Linked DNA regions of Ovis aries: region 1 is linked to region 2. A link is a contact called in public Hi-C data. All regions are on one chromosome and are shown on one strand. Each heading gives the region's core, a stretch centred on a gene start, on an enhancer-like site or on the middle of the called end of the contact. The rest is flanking DNA. Distances are from core to core; before and after follow the strand shown.

The links. A called contact is a pair of places that touch in the nucleus more often than the background predicts.
Region 1: a Hi-C map of muscle shows a contact between it and region 2, with 3 times the contacts expected there. The contact joins the promoter of SLC16A10 here to the enhancer-like site in region 2. A contact is called at or near these places in 5 of 16 Hi-C or Micro-C datasets (liver, muscle, skin fibroblasts and 1 more).

Annotation. Positions count from the first base shown.
Region 1 is chr8:26,597,281-26,600,829 of ARS-UI_Ramb_v3.0, reverse strand. SLC16A10 (solute carrier family 16 member 10) reads left to right here and starts at 1,670. Exons shown (of 6, transcript XM_004011485.5): 1 at 1,670-2,194. The coding sequence starts at 1,858.
Region 2 is chr8:26,495,397-26,499,204 of ARS-UI_Ramb_v3.0, reverse strand. The region is part of intron 4 of SLC16A10 (solute carrier family 16 member 10); the gene reads left to right. Among named protein-coding and RNA genes, the nearest start is that of MFSD4B, 29 kb to the right of the region's middle. Within about 2 kb of position 2,429, at least 18 of the 54 cell types and tissues checked have an H3K27ac peak or open chromatin away from gene starts, as enhancers often do. A contact at or near this core is called in liver and muscle, where this site is marked.

The DNA.
Region 1 (3,549 bases), core at 421-2,920, 100 kb before region 2:
CATGGGACATCATCTGACCTGTCTGAAAATTCTTACTCTAGTTAAGGAGACTGAAAACCACTCTGCAGCTCATTGCAAAAACTGTTTAAATAAAGTATGGAAGTCTGGAGGAAGAACTGATAAAGGTAACTTCATTTTAGAGCTATGCCTTGAAGATAGAGTGAGAATTCATCATTCCAAAAAGGTGAAAGGCAATCAGGCATGGAGGTATTTATTCCCCCTTTTACTTATGTACTTAATCATTTACTTATATCAATAGAGATCATGGATATTTATTTTATATTTTGTGCTATAACCCATACCTTTGTGTGTGTGTGTGAATGTGCTTTCTTTGCTCAATAAAATGTTATAACTTTCAAAGTCAACAGAGGTGAATTTCAAAACTTTTAGTGGTTATGTAGTACCGATGCATGTTTTTGCTTCCACTTTTTATTTCCAATAGTGCTGGAATAACATCCTTGCACATTCATTTTTGTGTGCTTGTGTGACTATTCTTTAGTTTACCATTCTAATCCCATCCTTAAGACATATTACGCTTGGTTTTTTTCCCTGCTCCTCAAGTTTCCCTGCTTCCCCTTAGCTTCTGCTAGCTTCTCTACCTAGAACACCCTTCCTCTATCTTTGCCCAGGAAAGCTCCTAGTGTGATTCAGGGCTCAGCTCAAAGGCTGTTTGCTGTAGAAGCTTTTCTCTAATGTTTTGAAGATAATTTAATGGCTCCATTCCACTTCTTTTTGTTGTATATGTATTTTAACACTTATTATATGACACTCCTATTCTATCCCAGGACTTCTTCCTACTAGTTTTTGAACCCGTAGGGGCAGAAATGTGATCAATCACACTCATTTATGGACTCCATCATAAAGTAATTAGCATATTTTGACTGAAGTTAAGAATTTGAGGAATTAAGAATTGTGCCCAATATTATACAACTAGTTAATCTTCATTTCTTTTACAGACATGGTTGTTCCATGCTTTAAGGAGACAGAGAAGTTGAATTATAGGTGCTAGTTTTTGCCTGAAGTGCAGACAACTGTGCTGTAGTTTAAAAGTAATGTTTTCTAGCTGTCTGTAAAAAATGTTTGTTACTTGAAGACTTTGATATAACAGTCTGTGTCTTCCAAAATGAGCCTGTTCAATATGCCAAGTATTCATAGGAAATCATATATGAATATAGGAGAAATTAAATAGGGCCTCTGATCTTTCTGACTCCCTTTTTAAGTCAGCAGTTGGCATAACGTATCTTATGTATTATAATTAGTAATTAGAGGTGAACGCCAGAAAACAACAACAAAAAGAAGACAAAGGGACAATGTTTGTTGGTCAGGCTGTCACGGACTGAGACTAAAGAAGGTCCCATTCTGCGGTCCCGATGACCCAATGTAGCCTGCACCTAGGAGAAGACGTGCCCCTTCCGTTAACACTTTCTGGCGGGGTGACCTACACATCTGTGACCCCCGCTGGAGAGGAGGAGGCCCGGCGCCTGGCGCGCGCGCAGATATAACCACCCGCAGGCACCTGGGTCGCGCGCCGCGGGAGGGGGTGGGCCCCCCCGCGTTCTCCCGAAGCCCAATCATCGGGAGATTCCGGGGCAGGTCCTGCCGCCGACCACGCCCCCAGGGGGTGTGGCGGGGGGGGCGTCTTTAAGAGCTGGCGGCCCGGCCTCCTGCTGAGTCCGGGTGCTGGGCTGTGGACCCGGAGGTTCGCGCGTAAGCCGGTCGCCGCCCGCCTACGGTGGGCTCCGCCGCTTTCGCCTCGGCCTCGCTAGCCCGCCCGCCCAACTCGGCGGCTCCTCCGCGAGCCCGCCGGGAACTCGCACCCCTCGCGCTCCCCTGCGCCCGAGGGGGCCGCCCCGGGCCATGGTGCCCTCCCAGGAGGAGCCCGCCGCCGCGCGGGGGACAAGCGAGGCGCAGCCGCTCGGCTCCGCGCCTCCGGGGGCCGCTCCGCTGCCCGGCGCGGGACCCTTAGACGGCCCGGAGGCGGCGGCGGCCGAGAAGGTGGAAGTAGAGCTGGGTGGGTCGGTGGGCGCCGAGCCCCTTGAGCCCCCTGAGGGCGGCTGGGGTTGGCTGGTGATGCTAGCAGCCATGTGGTGCAACGGGTCGGTGTTCGGCATCCAGAACGCCTGCGGGGTACTCTTCGTGTCCATGCTGAAGACCTTCGGGTCCAAGGACGATGGCAAGATGGTCTTCAAGACAGGTGAGGCACAGCGCCCGCCGCGGCCACGCCGGGGGATGGGCGCGGGATGCATCCCGCGTGTGGAGCGAGCTTCTGCGCCGCCTGGTGCGCCCCTGAGGGTCCCTCTGTTCACACAGGGTGTGAGGGGTGGGTTTGTCCAATTGCAAAAGCAGCCCTGCGGCTCCCGGGGCCTCCGTGCGCCTCTCTTTGTGTTGAATCCAGATGTAGGGACTGTATTTGGATACAAGTCACAGAACTTATTTGCCTAGATCTTCCTGCTTCCCCTTTCTGCAGGATAGAGGCTGTCTCTGGTAGACTTTCTCTTAATTTTTGAAAACAAACAGACCCTTCCAAAGCCAGTTAGTTACTCCGCTCCGTTATTTTTACAGTCTCTTTCGTGACCGTGACGGTTGGATTTTTGTTCTTCTGCCCCCGGCGCTGCAGAGGACTGTGTGTGTTGGGGGGAGGCGGAGTTGGCGAGATGAAAGATCTGTATTGCAAGGACTCGGGAGTTCTGAAAGGAGCCCTGAAGGAAACACGGTTTCGTGCTGGTTTTTTTTTTTTTTTTTTGGGTGGGGGAAGGGGGTGTCACTCTGCTAAATATAGAAAGCATAGGAGGCAGCCAGATCAGGGACTGGGAAGAGGAAGGTGAAGGGTTGCCCTTTCCTGTTGTGTTCTTTGTCATTTTATACCAAATTAGATGAAAAAGGTGCAGACTCAACATTTTTTTCCCTGTAAATGATTATTACCTGATCTACCAAGTCCAAGACCTTCTGTAGAACTCTTTTACATGCATTATTTCATGTCATCCTGTGAGGTAGGCGTTATCAACCCCTTTGAAGTGAGGAAAGTGAAGCTTGTTGAAATAAAGTGTTTTAATGAGTCCAGAATGGTGATGAAACATATCTTATTTAAAGGGCCAAGTGATTTTCATTACTAAAATATGCTCCCTCCTTGCCATTTGGACAAACTCCCTGTGGTTAATGAGGGCTTCCCAGGTGGCTCAGTGGTAAAGAACCCGCATGCCAGTGCAGGTAGACCCGGGTTCCATCCCTGGGTTCGGAGGATCCGCTGGAGAAGGAAATGGCAACCCACTCCAGTATTCTTGCCTGGGAAATCCTATGGGCAGAGAAGCCTGGTGGGCTACAGTCCACAGGAGTCGAACATGACTTAGTTTGAAACAGTGACATATGGTCCCTTTTTTTTTAAACTTTAATTTTCAATTATTTTTAGTGTGTTTTTCTTATCTCTTTAGTGTGCATACAAAGAAAAAAGCTAGTCTGTTATAACAAATTCTAAAGGAGAGGTAATGTTGGGAGTTTTAAAGACTGATGTTAAAGAGTATTATACCATTGTTCTGCAGATTTTCTTCTATT
Region 2 (3,808 bases), core at 1,180-3,679:
TGGGTTTTTTCTTTGGCTGTGCTGCACGGCATGTGGGATCTTAGTTCCCCGACCAGGGGTTGAACCAGTGCTCCGGTTTGCAGAGGGCGCTCCGAGTCTTGACCGCTGGACTGCCAGGGTAGTCCAGAGTTTGGGGTTTTCAACATGAGAAACTGGCGAACAAACAGTATTCTTTGTTGTCATGGAACTGCACCAAACCAGAATGGTTCTCTATCTTCTGCTTTTTCTAAGAATGCTTTCTTTTTGACGTGGTTCTCATGGTCATGTGCCTTTTGCAGTACCCTGTGAAATTCAGGGATGTGCATGTCTTTTGAGTTTCTTCACTGCAGATTGCCTTCTGGGTGTTGTGGGCTGTGCTGTCCCGAGACCATACCGTTGTTCACTTGACAAGTATTTAAGTGACTCCTCCACGCCCGGTACTGTGCTAAATGCTACAGATGAAACACCATCTGTGTGCTCTGTGACGAATGGTCTCTGGGCGAGACAGATAAAGCCGTGTTGCAGCGCAGTGGAATAACGGGGCTAGGCGGGCCACAGAAACACAGGCACGAAGCAGCTGAATCACTAGAGGAGGTCTGAGCAGGCTCCCCTGGCTGGGGGACTGTTGAGAGGTGACAGTTAGACAGACAAGGAAAACGGAGAAGAGAGCTGCAAGCAGAGGAAGCCACATGGGCGAGGAGATGGAGAGGTGGCATTGTGTGCTGTGCCCGGGAGACAGCGTGTGAGTGGACTAGAGAGAGAATCGTAGGTTGGCTGGCTGGCGAATAGGCAGGAGTCAGGTTGGGAAGGGCCTTTGTGAACACAGAAGAGGCTGAGCTCGGTCCTGAATCTGCCAGGAGCCATTAAGGATTTTTAATACGAGGCGTGACAAAGAGTTGTATTTTATAAAGCTTAACCTAGCAGCTGTGAAGGGTGAGTACAGAGGAGGCGGGGCCAGGGTTCATCCAGCCACAAAAGGCGACATACTGTGTGGTTCCCTGTACACCTGGTGTCCAGCATTGGCTGATCCAGGGACAGAAAGTGTAGATCAGTGGTTGCTGGTGGCTGAGCGAAGGAGGGTCTGGGGAGTAACTGCTGCTGGCTGTGGGGTTTCTTCTGGGGTGACGTAAATATTCTAAAACTACACAGTAGTTTGTGACGGTCAGTGAACCAAGTGCGCCTTTCCTCCTTGCCCTGCCCTTCAAGGTGCGTGCTACCACACTTACAGATGCGAACTCCGGGGGACAGAGGCTGCCTCACTGTGGGTATCTCTATAGATCTAGGCGGTCAGCGCAGTAAGGAGTCTGGTCACATAGCTGGAAGGCTGGGAGAGTACTACCTTTGAAAGTATTGCTGTTACGATCATTCCTCTTTATTAACACCTTAACTGTGATGGTATCTCTGTCGCGTTTAACAGAACAGTCTTGTTCTCAAGTGTCAAGGGAGCCCTCTAGTGGACATTTGTTGCCTTACAGCCTTTCGGCTTCCTTTCATTTATTAAAAGAGAGGACAGGGAGGCCTGGCGTGCTGCAATTCATGGGGTCGCAAAGAGTCGAACACGACTGAGCGACTGAACTGAACTGTGCCCCAAGCACCAGCCCCAACCCTGGTGGGTGATACAAACATGATACAGACATTGTCCTTGAGTTCCCAGAGCAAGACCTGAGGCAGGGAAAAGCTGGGGGTGATTGGGAACTCAAGAAGACAGGGAGAGTGGCCTGGGAAGAGGTTGGAAAGAGCAGGGCATGGGGAGAAGAGGGGCCAGATTAAACAGAGCCTTGGAATACACAGTGGAGACATTTTACTTTAAGCACAGTAGGCCTTGCTGGAGGATGACGTGATCTTGCATTTTGAAGTCGGGGTGGTTGCTCCATGTGTGGAGGATTGAGGACTGCGAGGGAAGCGGGAGTGCAAGAGGGAGGGAGACCAGGGAGGCGATGATACAGAGTCCAGGTTAGAGAGGATGGAGCCCAGACTGCGGTGACACGATGGGTGAGGTCACGGCGTGTTTTATGCATCAGCGCTTTACTCCAAAACAGCTTTGACTTTAGAAAGGTTTCCCCTCTAGAGGTGGACAGTCGGGTCATCTACAACGTAACGGGGGCAGATACGTTAGTAGTTCATGTGACTGAGGAAGGGAAACAGCCTGCACTGACTTGGCCCACGTGTGGCCTAGTTACACGGAAGTGAGTGCAGGATGAGTAGCTTCATTTTGGATGAAAGGTGGGCCACAGCCTGGCTGCCTTTAAGCCGCATCTAGTTTTTCTCACCCAGTGTGGCACAGCGAGTGTCACACCTGGTCGTGTGTGCTGAGTCACAGGCGAGGTGGCTGCAGCCCAGAGAGGCCCGTGGAGCACAAGGCTGGCCGTTACGTCCTGTGCTGCGGGGAGCCGCCAACAGCCCTCCCCGCTCTCCCCTGCCCTGACTCCCGAATGTTGTGTGGTTTTTGATTCTTGGCTCTTCTCTGCTGTGATCAAGTCCAGCTCTGTCTGTCGGCTTATTCCTCCTCCCCTCCCTGTCTCCCTGCCTGGCTGTTTGCCCTCTGGCCCCGCTGTTAAGGGCTGGAATGCTTCCGCAGCTTACCTTCCTCTCCTTCCTTTCGTGGGTGCTGGGTTTTCTCAGACACGCCTGCTTCTTGCTTCTGTTACAGCTCAGCCTTGTCGGGGCAGTTCTCCTCCCTCCCTGTCCCTGTGACACCAGTTCCGAGTGGCTTCCTGGCCTGGGACACAGTTTGCAGCATCCCATGTGGTCTGCTTTGAGGGCACAGTCATCTTGGGTTTGGGGAGGCTGCAGAGCAGAAAAGCACAGACTCTAAAGTGAGATACAGCTTGTCTCCAGATCCTGCAGAGGGCTGTGTGAGGATTCATGGTGACAGCTTATGTAAACTGCCTGCCCAGGGGGAATCACTAGTAAATCCTTGCTTTTGTGAGATTTTAATATTCTGTTGAATACTGAGGCAGACCCTGATTTGAAACAGGTCTCAAGAAAGGAGACCTTGGTTTTTCTGATGTGGGGATCTTTGCTTATAGGGAACAGAGTTTAGGAATATATCTTACACTTTTGCTAAAGAGTTCTGAATTTAAACTTCCAGCAAGGTCTTGGGTAACCAAGTATTTTCAGCCTAACAATTCTGAATACTGAGCGAAGAGGTGATCGAAATGTGTTATATAGAATAATGATGGGTGAAGAGAATCTCTGCAGAGGTTCCCGGAGTACGTCACTAGGAGAGGGAAGACTGTGTCCTGGCATCTTCCCGGCCATCTCTCGTAGCTTCACAGGCCTTTCTAGTCACCAGTACGTTACTGCAGATTTCTATTTTTACTGTGTACCTGTTTCAACAGTGTGAGTGTTTCACAGGTGTGCAAGTTGTAACTCTGATGAAAAGAATCGAAAGCTTTGGGTTAAGATCACTTTCCCATTGTGTCAGATTGCTCTGTGCCACGCACATACCAAAGTGTGGACATCACATCCATGTATGTAAGCAGACAAACCTCGATGAGTGCGCACAGGAGAGGTCTGGGAGGACCATCAAATTATCGAGTGGTTATTCCTGACCAGGAGAGTGTGGGTTGAGGGTGGGAGGGGGTTGAAGGAAGACTTTCATTTATTACTGTATACATTTTTCTACAGTTTGAATTTTGTCAGGAATATATTCATGAGTTACTTTTGAAATGCAGAATTGTTTTTTGTAATTTAGAAAAACGCAGCACTTTTAGATCCGTCTTCTTCTGGAAGTCACTTCTGCTTGAAGTAGAACGAACGGAGCCGCGTTGACCGGTTTTGTTGTTGGTGGTGCTGTTTTTGTTCCCTTTTAGTATTTTATATTTTC